Regions from separate parts of the Mus musculus genome. Here region 1 is linked to region 2. A link is a contact called in public promoter capture Hi-C data. All regions are on one chromosome and are shown on one strand. Each heading gives the region's core, a stretch centred on a gene start, on an enhancer-like site or on the middle of the called end of the contact. The rest is flanking DNA. Distances are from core to core; before and after follow the strand shown.

Region 1 (6,262 bases), core at 3,111-5,610, 6.5 Mb after region 2:
CATCAAAAGATGAGGCACTGCAAATACTCTCTCTATTCAATACTGAAAGATACAAGCAATAAAAGCAATGGAGAGCTGAGCCAGCCAGACCTGCTCTATACGGTCAATAGGCAGAAATTCCATCTACTTATACAGCACATCCAGTGTTGGTGCAAAACATGAGAGCAGTTTTAGTCCCACAGCACTGTGTCCATTTGTGGTGGTTTGAATGAAAATGGCCCCAGAGGCCCATAAGGAATGACACTACTAGGAGGCGTGGTGGCCTTATTGGAGGAAGCATGTTACTGTAGTGGGCTTTGAGCTTTCAGAAGCTCAAGCTAGGCCCAATGGTTCTCCTTCTCCTTCCTGCCTGTGGTTGCAGATGTATACTTCTCAGTACCATGCTGCCTGCATGCTGTTTCCTGCCGCGATCATAATGAACTAAACCTCGTAATGTAAGGCAGCCCCAATTAAATGCTTCCCTTTATAAGAGTGACAATGACCATGGTATCTCTTCACAGCAATAAAACCTTAACAAGGACACTGTTCTTCTTAAACTGCCACTTTCCCATTTTCATATAATTCAGCAAACATTTACTTATCATACCTAGAGAACAGCACTACATTGGATTTTGACTACGTTGCCAGGTGGGGACATTTTTAACCAGCTCTGAAACATTTTATCACTAACAGGTTTCCTTTATTGTATCAGTTCTCAACCTGCAGGTCATGACCCTTTTGGGGGTCCAACAACCGTGTCACAGGGGTCACCTAAGACAATTGGAAACACAGAGATTTACATTATGATTCATAACTATAGCAAAATTACAGTTATAAATTAGCAATGAACATCATTTTATGGTTGGGGGGTCACCACAACATGAGGAACTGTACTAAAGGGCTGCAGCACTAGGAAGGCTAGGAACCCCTGCTTTAAAGTATGTTGATCTGGTAAGTGTGAATCATTCAACAGGTATAAAGAAAAAGTTAGAACCCAATAACTGAGCTCTGCTTATAATGATGCAAACCAATATGCTTTTATTCAGTGACAACCTATGATGCTCTTCTTGATCATTAATGAGACTCCCCACCCCCTTTTCTACATCTCCCAAGAAATGGTTTGAGCTTTTTTTTTTAATAGAAGACTTCTATCCTTTAAAAAAAAAAAAAGAAGAAGATGATGAAGAGGCCAGAAGAGTGCATCAGAACTGGAGTGACAAATGGCTGTGAGCCACCAAGAGAGAAATCAAACTCTGGTCCTTTGCAAGAGCAGCAAGTGCTCTTAACCACTGAGCTATCTCTGACAGAGCTTGCCTTCACTGTAACATGGAGGGTGCTTTTCCTTTAAGGTTTTATGGACTTGGAAACCATTTAGATTGCAGCTTATTCTCTTTTTGGGGGAAGGTGGCAGCTCAGAAACAACTTCATGCATTGCTTTCTGACTGGTCTCTTGTATCTGGAGCCTCCTGAAGGAAGTACGTCACTTGGCGAGTAGACTTAGTCTTTCAAAGGGGAACAGACATTGCCAAATTCCTAAGCACAAGCCTTTATTTCAGCAGGGAAAGAGAGAACACTGAATGCTGACATGATCAATGGGGACATGGCTTTAACCAACTTGATTTTGTCACTTACATTTATTCTTGGTTCTTCATTTGTATGACTTCAACTAGAGAGCATACAACTGATGAAGGAGAAGTTGTGGAGATCGAGTTACAAAAATACAACTCAGAAACACACCAACACAACACACACACACACACCAAGAGACTGAACCCAACTGACTAGGTATTCAATGGAAACCTAAAAATATAGCTGAGAATTCCCTCCCACTAGATTTGCAGGTTGAAAACAACCTACCAACCCCTCGATGTTTCCCCTCAGCCAGACCCATTCATTAAGGTACGTTGTATATTTAAAATATAATAATTTTTAAAAATTATCTTATTTTATATGTATATCTCATTTTATGTATGAAACCTCTGGAAAAGCTTTTCACAAATCAAACAACCAGTATGTAATGAGAAATAGTCACCAAGCTAAGTCTGCCAGACTCCAGTCCTCTTCATTCAAGTAGACACTACAAAATATGCCTCCCCGTGAAACTAACGGGTCGGGATGTGAAGAGGTGAGTTCATGCCGAAGCCACGTTCCCCCAAAGCTCCAACAGTAGCCCTGTGGTTTCAGAGAAGTGTCGTGAGACCCAGGTCTCGGTTCGCCTTACAGCAAATGGGCTGTGATGAGGTCCCTTGTTACCCGCTCTGACTCATTCCTTTCATTATGAAGGGGGAGCAAAGCTGAATTAATTCTAAAGTTTTTAAATTCTTTCTTTATTTTATGGTATAGGTGTGTGTTCCTGAATGTGTGTTATGTGCACCACGTGCATGCAGAAGCCCAAGGATGTCTGAAGAGAGCATTGGATCTCCTGGAAGTGAAGTTACAGATGGTGGTAAGCCACCCTGTGGGTGCTGGGTATTGAACCCAGATCCTCTACAAGAGCAGCAAGTGCCCTTAACTGCTGACACATCTACTCAGCCCCTGATTCTGACTTCTTTATTATAAATTCCATGGCCTTTCCAAAAGATTATTATAATAAAAATGAACACTTAACTGAATTTATACGTGGCAGGGACGGCACCTAGTATGTGTGAGCTCATTTAATCCTTACAAAAATCTTATGAAGAATATATTAGAATTCTCCATTTAACCTGAGAACTAAGATTCATTGTCTTAGTTAGGGTTTTACTGCTGTGAACAGACACCATGACCAAGGCAAGTCTTATAACATTTAATTGGGGCTGGCTTACAGGTTCATAGGTTCAGTCAAATATCACCAAAGCAGGAACATGGCAGCATCCAAGTAGGCATGGTACAGGAGGAGCTGGGAGTTCTACATCATCATCTGAAGGCTGCTAGCAGAATACTGGCTTCCAGGAAGCTGGGGTGACACACTTCAAGCCACAGTAACACACATACTCCAACAAGGCCACACCTACTCTAACAGGGCCACACCAATAGTGCCACTCCCTGGGCCAAGCATATCAAACCACCAGATATAAAAAACAAAAACTCCTGGAGTGGAAGTTTGAAGACAGAACTCTTGATGTTACTTAACCATCTGGCACAGCTGTCAAAGGGTGTTAACAATCTCTACCTTGTACAGACCCTGCGGGGAGTTCATGACAGCAAGAAGAGTGGATGCTGCAGTCATCACTTGCTGACTCTGAATCCTGCCTCTTCTACTTCCTGGTGATTATTTGTCCCCTTTGTGCTTCAAAGTCCTCATCTGTTTAAAAAAAAAAAAAAAAGACTAAGTATTTCCTAATTTCACACTCTTCTATTAATACTCCCCAAAGGTCTTAGAGACCCAGCCTGTGTCTGTCACATAATAAGCACTCAATAAACATTAGCTGTTGTACCTCTGTCCAGGGAAGCAAGCATAGTGTGCTGGAATGAATGGAACACTCTAAGTGGCTCAGAGGACTGTGAACAGCAATTCTTCTCCCCTCCCTCTTTGTCACTAGGATGGGCGGTGAGAGAAAGGAAGCAAGGGAAAGGTGAATACATTCTTGCACAGAATCAAAGCTTGGAATCCCCTGACATTTCTAAATAGAGCTGTGAGCCTCCTCTCCAACCCAAAGTCTTAGTCTATCGAGACAGGACAAGGACCTGACAGGTGAAAAACGAAATGCTGGTATGCAGCACCCTAAAGGAATGTAGCAGAGCCCGGTTAAGTAGCTCTGGGCAAGTCAAGGTCCCTCCTGAACTTGGATCCATAGTATAAATCAGTGGCTTCCAAATCTTCAGACGAGTTTACCAGCACTGGAGACCACCGACACCCTCTAGACTTGGCACTGCAAATTACATCTTCCTCAAATCTCGACTTTTTGCTATTTTAGCCAGACCCAAACTATCTGTCATTTTTACCTAAGTAGTGATTGCTTCTAGAAGAGTCCTGAGCTCTATCTCTTCCAGAAAGGTCAAGCAAGAAATACTTCAGCTGCCTGCACACTGTCTCTGGATTCTGGAGTTTGACACCTGAAGCCACGCATCTGATAGTGAAAGAGTATCGCCTCAACCGCTTTCAAGTGTTTCACTCATTCCAGTACACACAACCATCCCTCTGCTGGGACTTGAAAGCAAGCCGGGTGGCACATGCCCCTTCCACCATGCATCCCGTTTCACACTTCCCCGCAGCCTCCTTCCAGACAGACCCACATCCCCACATTCACACAAAACACATGTGTCAGTTCCACGGATGCCAGACCACACTTGCGCCGACCAGGACACCAATCTTGGCAGTTTACCCAGGTCTAACTTCCATCCCACATCCACCAAGACTGGGCTGAAGTATCAGTGACTTCCGGTTTATACCGGAGGTGGGCGAGTGATCCCTCGCAATGGCACTTGGGAAATGTAGTCCTCGCTCGGCGAATCTAGATCAAGGTTTTCACAAGAGAATGACAAGAAGCCTCTTCAGTAGGTCAATTGGTCGCCACTCTTTCCCTAGTTGATGTCCCCCGTTTTAGAATACAGTCAATAGAAACCACACAGCCTCGTGTCTGAGTCTAGAAGAAGGGCGGACCATAGAACACCGGCTCAGAGGTGACTATCAGCTTGCGAAGATGAGGCCTGGATATAATTAAAATGAGAAGCTTTAAAGCCAAGGAGGCGGCTGTGGCTTCTGCAGTAGAAGACAGCTGAGGGCAGTGAGTGAGATTTAGAAGGCATCGGGGACACAGAGTAAAAGATAGGAGGAAAATACTTGATTATGATTTGTGTACTTGTGATTTCAATGCGTAACCCATTTCATGCTTTAGCTTCCTGACATAACCCACCCTAATCCCCAGGTCTACGAGGCTGAACATCCCAAGACTACACATCTTCACCCTATTCGGGGCTTTATTTTCGGTGACAAAAGTGTTTGACACATAGGAGCTTCAGAACAGATGATGACCCACCTGTCTCTTATGCTCCAGGCAGATGTTCACATAATTAAAGCATACTCTTAAAGTCACTACTAGCTGGGCATGGAAGCACAAACCTTTAATCCCAGCAATCAGGAGACAAAATTAGGCAGGCTGATCTCTGAGTTTCAGGTGAGCCTGGTCCACATAGTGTGAGTTCCAGGACAACCAGGGCTATGTAGAGATTCTGTCTCAAAAAAGAAACAAATATACAAACAAAAGTCATTACTACTATTAATGTAAAGTTGTTTAAATTCATAGAAACACCTCCAGTGTTGTTAATTTTCTTGTTACTTGGCAAAGATGTTGGATGTGGAAATTTGAGCCTCCAGATGGCAGCTCCCCTCTCCCTCTCCTCCCCCTCCCTCTCTTGCTGCCTGACTACTTTAAGCAAAAGGACTGTCAGTCAAAACAGCCAAATAGACTACCTTTATGTAAACATGGGCATACCTTGAGTGTGCAACTATAGTAGCTGACTTTCCCCTAAAAGCGCAGACACACCAGGGATGTTCTGAACAGTCCATGTACCATAAGCCCCAGTAAACTCCAAACTTCAGCTTCTTAAGCTGCCTAGCTGACCATAAACACTGAAGAAGATGCAAACAACAGTAAGCTTCTGAATGTACAACTAAAAATTCAGATTTCAACATGTATGAGGTCTTTCTGGTAGCAATCTCCCATGTCGCATTACACAGTTCCATTGCAGCCTTGGCTCTGAATACCTAACGTGTACTTTGTTCTATGGATGCTGCTACACCACACGGTGCCAACATCAACTGAGACTTGAGATGTGTATGCTATGAACTGCAGTGTCTATACTACAGATACAAGGCTTGCTGTTCTCACAGTAACAAAGTGAAAGGAGACTGAACTTTTGCCTCCTGTCATTCATTAGCATGTATTAAATAAGAATATCTTTAGATTAAATTAGCATATTTAATTTTTTTAAATTCCTGTGCTGAGTTGCTCTCCTGAGGATCTAGTGCTCTCCTGGCCTCTGAGGGTACACAACACAAATACACGTGGTTCTCTCCCCCCCCCCTCTCTCTCTCTCTCACACACACACACACACACACACACACACACGCCTCTGAGGGTACACAAATACACGTGGTTCTCTCCCTCTCTCCCCCCCCCCTCTCTCACACACACACACACACACACACACACACACACACAAAACCATGCCTGGTGGTGCATACCTTTAATCACAGTACTTGGGAGGCAGAGACAGTGAATTCAAAGATAGCCTAGTCTACATAGCAAGTTCCAGGACAGCCAAGACTACAAAGAAAGACCCTGCCTCGAAATAAATCGAT
Region 2 (5,814 bases), core at 2,996-5,495:
ATTTTATTTTTTTGGAGCCTTGCTCGCCCAGTTGAGCCCAGGAGCCCAGGAAGAGGAGCCGTTCCTCTAAGATCATGCCTGGTGTCTTTCGTTGTTCGTTTTTAATTTGTTTTGGGTCCTGAGCCATTTTTTTTTTTTTTTTTGACACGGTTTCTCAGTATAGCCCTGGCTGTCCTGGAACTCACTTTGTAGATCAGGCTGGCCTTGAACTCAGAAATCCACCTGCCTCAGCTTCCCGAGTGCTGGGGTTAAAGGCCTGCACCACCATGCCCGACTGGTCCTGAGCCTTTTGTATGCTAGATAAGCACTCTTAACATGGAGCGGCATCCACAGCCCCACAAGATAATGCCTGTGTATACTGTAGGTATATACTGAATGTCCATATGTATGTTTCCTCTAACTGCCGTTGCTGGGAAGTGACCCCTTTTATGTTGTTGATGTTTTCATGAAACAGAGTCTCATAGCCCAGCCTGGCTTTCAGCTCAATATGTAGACAAGAATGACTGTAATGTACATTATATTGGTAAATTGTCATGTTCTGTTTTTTAAATACAATCTTAAAATATATGGTTGTTTTTGTTTTTGGTTTTTTTTGTTTTTGTTTTTGTTTTTTCGAGACAGGGTTTCTCTGTATAGTCCTGGTTGTCCTGGAACTCACTTTGTAGACCAGGCTGGCCTCGAACTCAGAAATCTGCCTGCCTCTGCCTCCCGAGTGCTGGGATTAAAGGTGTGAGCCACCACCGCCCGACATTTTTTTCCGTTTTAAAAATTATCTTTACTTATTTATTTGCTTCTAGGGAGGCATGTGTGGAGGGCAGAGGACTGCATCCTGGAGAGCTCTCTCCTTGCATTATGTAGGTTGGGGATTTAACTTAGGTTGTCAGGCTCAGCAACAAACATCTTAAAACAATTATCTTGCTGACCTCTTAGGGCTATTTGAATTCACTTAGAAGAACAGTCAAGTGGCTGGAGAGATGGCTCAGAGTTTAAGAGCACTGGCTGCTCTTCCAGAGGTCCAAATTTCAATTCCTAGCAATTACATGGTGTGGCTCATGAACATCTATAATGATATGTGGTGCCCTCTTCTGGCCTGCAGGCACACATTCAGGCAGAACACTGCATAATAAATAAGATCTTAAGAACATACATATACCCTACCCCATATTTACTTATGTTGGGTTTCAGACCCAGGACAAGGGGCTGGGATGCCTTAATAGGCAAAGAGGCAAAGAGGACCTGGCCTCCAAGTTCTTCCAGCATCCCTCAATCCCTACCTATTTAGGACATGGCTGGCACACCCCACATTCTTACCTGAACTTTCCAACCCCAGGGGCTAGGCTTCCTCTCCCCAAGAAGCTCTTCACTATATAATCCAGACATTTTGGCGCCCTCTCCTTTGTCTCCCTGCCTCGCACGATAACTTCCCTGGCCTCATTCCTTGGGACTGGTGAACCCACTGGAAAGCTGCCCCAGTAAACCGGCCTTTATACTTTTTAATTCTGTATGAATTGGCGTATTTCGTCCGCAGAGATAACAATTTATATTTTGGTTTTATTGAGACAGACCTATGAAGCCCAGTCCGGCCTCAAACTTCCTATGAAGCTGAGGCTGACCTTGAATTTCTGATTATTCTGCCTCCTCTTCCTAAGTGTGGGGTCAGGGGTTTGTGCACGGTAGGCAAGCATTCTACCAAGCAGCCTGGACCCCAGCTCCTCACTGGGTTTTCTAGCTCAGCACACTGCATTTATGGCTAGGTCTATCCTGTACATTCCAGGATGCTTAGCAGTATCTCTGGCCTCCATCTACAAAATACTAGTAGTGTTCCCTGCCCCACCACAGCTTCCAGTACCTCTAGACATGAACAACTGTACCCTAGAAAACAGAACTGTCCCCAGGTTGAGAACCACAGATTTACATAAATTTACTTACTTAGGAAAATGGGAATAGGCAATATTAAAAATGTAAGACTAGCCGGGCGTGGTGGTGCACGCCTTTAATCCCACCACTCGGGAGGCAGAGGCAGGTGGATTTCTGAGTTCGAGGCCAGCCTGGTCTACAACATGAGTTCCAGGACAGCCAGGGCTATACAGAGAAACCTTGTCTTGAAAAACCAAAAAAAAAAAAAAAAAAAAGTAAGACCAGCATTAAATACTGGAATCACAAACATAAATACCAGGACAACTGGGTGTGTGGCTTTCCTTGCTCAAAGGATTATTGGCAAATTGGCTTAGCAGGTAAATACTTAGTATGATGGCCTGAATTTGATAGTGTGAACTTACATGGTGGTAGGAGAGGATCAACTCCCACAAGTTTCTCCTACCTCCACAGGTGCTCTAGGGTTCTAGGGCCTATCGTGTGTGTGCCGCTACCTTCCACTAAATAAATATAAAATATAAAATAGAACAACGAACCCATAAATGAATGATTGGAGTCGGCCATGGATGCATACGTAGTCACAGGGCTTAGGAAGCTGTGGCAGGAGGATGATGAGTTTGAGGGTAGCATAAGATAAAGAGGGTTACTCTGTTTTAGAAACCCAGCAGGGGGGTGGGGAGGTAGGAGAGGAGAGGAGACAAAGCTCTTCCCCAAATGCTCCATGAGCAGTTTCCTGTTTGCCAGAGTGACAAAGTATAACAGATAAAAACAACACACAGAAGTCAGAATTCCAAAATGAGTCTTTACTAAGATGAAGACAGTGTGTGTTACTAGGGAAACGAATACAGATGCAAGGTGGTGTCTTCTAACCACCTGGCCTACTGACTTCAGCTTCTCCTTGTCTTATAGCTTTTTTTTTTTTTTTTGGTTTTTCGAGACAGTGTTTCTCGGTGTAGCCCTGGCTGTCCTGGCTGTCCTGGAACTCACTTTGTAGACCAGGCTGGCCTCGAACTCAGAAATCCGACTGCCTCTGCCTCCCAAGTGCTGGGATTAAAGGCGTGCACCACCACGCCCAGCATCTTATAGCTTTCAAAATGCTTTTTGTGTGTGTGTGATTTTTATTTTTATTTTAGAAAAGTTATTTATTTAATGCATGAGTGCTCTGTTGCATATACCTCAGCCTGCCTGAAGAGGCATCAGATCCCCCTATAGATGGTTGTGAGCCACCATGTGGTTGCTGGGAATTGAACTCATGACTTCTGGAAGAGCAGCCAGTGCTCTTAGCCATTAAGCCATCTCACCAGCCCTTATTTTATTTTATTTTAAGTTGGTGTGTATTTTTCTTGAATGTATGGATACCATATGCCTGCTTGATGCTCATAGAGGTATCATAAGTTGATAATGGATTCCTGTAACTGGAGTTATGAATGGTTGTGATCCACCATGAAGGTGTTGGAAAACATACCCATGCCCTCTGGAAAAGCAGCCAGTGCTTTTAACCACTGAGCCATCTCTTTAGGCCCAGCTCTCAATATTCTTAGCCAGTCTGGGCTATATGAGATCTTGTTTCAAAACAACAAAATCAGATGAAGGTAAAAATTATAGGATAGATGGAGGATGTTATGAAAACCAACAAAAGGCAGTTGGCTTGACCAGGTCATTCTATCCAAGACCAGGAGAATAGGTTTCACACCACGGGGCGAGGGTTGGTTCTTCTTCATGCAGGATGCACATATAGTTACCGAGTGAACTTTGATACTCAGTGGTCAATTCCACTTCTAGAGCCAGGATTTCACTAGCCTGGAGGGTGGCACACTCACTGGGACATTTTAGGGCTTTTCAATAGTCTTTCAACATGGGCTGGAGTGATGGCTCAGTGATTAAGAGCACTGACTGCTTTCAATTCTCAGCAACCACAAAGTGGCTCACAACCATCTGTAGTGGGATCTGATGCCCTCTTCTGGTGTGTCTGAAGACAGTGCAATGTACTCACACACATAAAATAAATAATTTTTTTTTTTTTTTTGAGTTTTTCGAGACAGGGTTTCTCTGTGTAGCCCTGGCTGTCCTGGAACTCACTCTGTAGACCAGGCTGGCCTCGAAATCAGAAATCCACCTGCCTCTGCCTCCCAAGTGCTCAAGTGCTGGGATTAAAGGAATGTGCCACCACTGCCTGGCAAAATAAATAAATCTTAAAAAAGAAAAAAAAAGTCTTTCAACGTTAACTTGAGCTTGGTGGGAGAGTGGTAGACCGTTTCTGCGGTTACTATCTCCTTACTAAGGAAGGTTAATAGCCCACTGGGGAGTGGGGGTGGGAGGTGCGTCTAACTCTGTTGCCATAACACAGGAGGGATGTAATAGTACTACGTTTCCCACGAGGCCTTGCGCTGTGCCCCTACCCCGCTTTTGGTCCCGTCCCAACACTTAAGAGACGGAGGGGAAAAGGATGTGTCCGCTTCTGGTTTCGAGCTGGAAGCCACCGATGAGAACGAGACATTCTGCCTAGTCCTGCAGCTCTGGTCTCCAAGACGGAGTCCTTCAGGCCCTTAATGGTGCTGCCATTCCTTCCCGGACCGTAAGATTAGGGAAGAGATAAGAAACAGCACACTTCCGGTTCCTGCCTTTCCCTACAGTTCTGCAGCGTTTTCTCTTTGCCTATCTAGTTCCGTGCAGATCTGACGCCTTCCTGGATCCTATAGTGGCTGGGAGACTGAAACTCATGAAGGGAGCCCAACCTATTACCAGTCATGGTAGTCTAAGGCTCTTAGAGCCGAGCACACTTCTTGGCGTACGCCGGGACATTACCCACTTTCCAGGCCTTTGTAACTTGCTGTTTCCCTTTCCAGTCGGCTTAAGGCATTTTCTGTCTGCTTCAATGTCCTCACCTCAAAGAGGCTGGAGGAACCTATTGCCTCCCTCCCTGAAAGTTCTAGAGCTAGTCTCAGGAACATGTCCTTCAGGTCATTTCTTTCTTAAATGTTTCTTGGCTGCTTTTCCCATAAGGGTAGCGTCTGACACTGTAGCTCCAAGTGTCCATTGAGAGACAATGAAGACACACACACATGTGCAGAAGGGACTCGCGCCTGCACAAAAAGGACAGCCGTATCCTGTCCTACATAGCCCCCATAGCCAGCCTAGGCTGAAGCTTGGGAACAGTCAGTAGGGGTGAAGATGGCCCGTGACCAGACAGGTGGGGTAGCCTTGGACTAGGCAATTTTGTGTAAACCACCAACCTATTGTGGTGCTTCTGCTCTACAGATAGACTCAAGGGCTTGATAGCAGGTTTCCTTCCGTGCTTGCCTGCAGCTAATTTTCAAGCCCTGTGTAAAAACAGCTACAGACCAGCGCCCCCTAGTGTTATCACCCTTTGTGAAAAGTTGGGTCTTCACCTTACTGCTAGAGCTCCTGTAGGTCTAAATGTATGGATTCCTCAGCCCACAGGGGCAGGTGGCATTGTATGGAACAGGCAATCTTAGGTATTGAGATTTCTCAGTCCTCCAATGTAGCCTGTGTTACAGCTCTTGGTGCTGGGTCTGACAGCCTTGGAACTAAAGGCTTCATAGCTGTTATAGAGATCAGAGCCCAGTAGGTGCCAGTGAGTCTGGCTTGACCTTCTGTGAAAAGGAGATCCGTGAGTCTGAACTTTGTGTTTACACATTGTTTCCAAACTGCCTCATGGCACAGCTGCACCACAGATACAGGAATCTGCAGCCCTACAAACTGGGGAAGGTTCTTAGTCCTATCTAAATACTCTTCATCTGGCACCTCTGGAACAGCCCTATGTTTGGCCTGCCTGCAATGTGAACCTTTGCTTGGAGGACTCCCTCCACTGGCAACACAGAAGGAAATGCAGATGTTGGAGAAGCCCAATTGGTATGCAGTCCCTGCCCATGTGGTAGGATTTTATTACTTTTTATTGAAATATTCCAATCTGCAGTT

What was found. Promoter capture Hi-C pulls out the DNA fragments that hold promoters and counts their contacts.
Region 1: a contact with region 2 is called in a promoter capture Hi-C map of hippocampal neurons, with 3 times the contacts expected there. The contact joins two enhancer-like sites. A contact is called at or near these places in 5 of 39 promoter capture datasets (cranial neural crest, frontonasal cranial neural crest, hippocampal neurons and 2 more).

Annotation. Positions count from the first base shown.
Region 1 is chr7:6,396,784-6,403,045 of GRCm38.p6, reverse strand. No RefSeq gene overlaps it. Among named protein-coding and RNA genes, the nearest start is that of Smim17, 15 kb to the left of the region's middle. Within about 2 kb of position 4,360, at least 170 of the 459 cell types and tissues checked have an H3K27ac peak or open chromatin away from gene starts, as enhancers often do. A contact at or near this core is called in hippocampal neurons and second pharyngeal arch cranial neural crest, where this site is marked.
Region 2 is chr7:12,909,017-12,914,830 of GRCm38.p6, reverse strand. It overlaps Zscan22 (zinc finger and SCAN domain containing 22), which reads right to left. Exons shown (of 3, transcript NM_001290436.1): 3 at 5,748-5,814. Among named protein-coding and RNA genes, the nearest start is that of Rps5, 10 kb to the left of the region's middle. Within about 2 kb of position 4,245, at least 302 of the 459 cell types and tissues checked have an H3K27ac peak or open chromatin away from gene starts, as enhancers often do. A contact at or near this core is called in hippocampal neurons and second pharyngeal arch cranial neural crest, where this site is marked.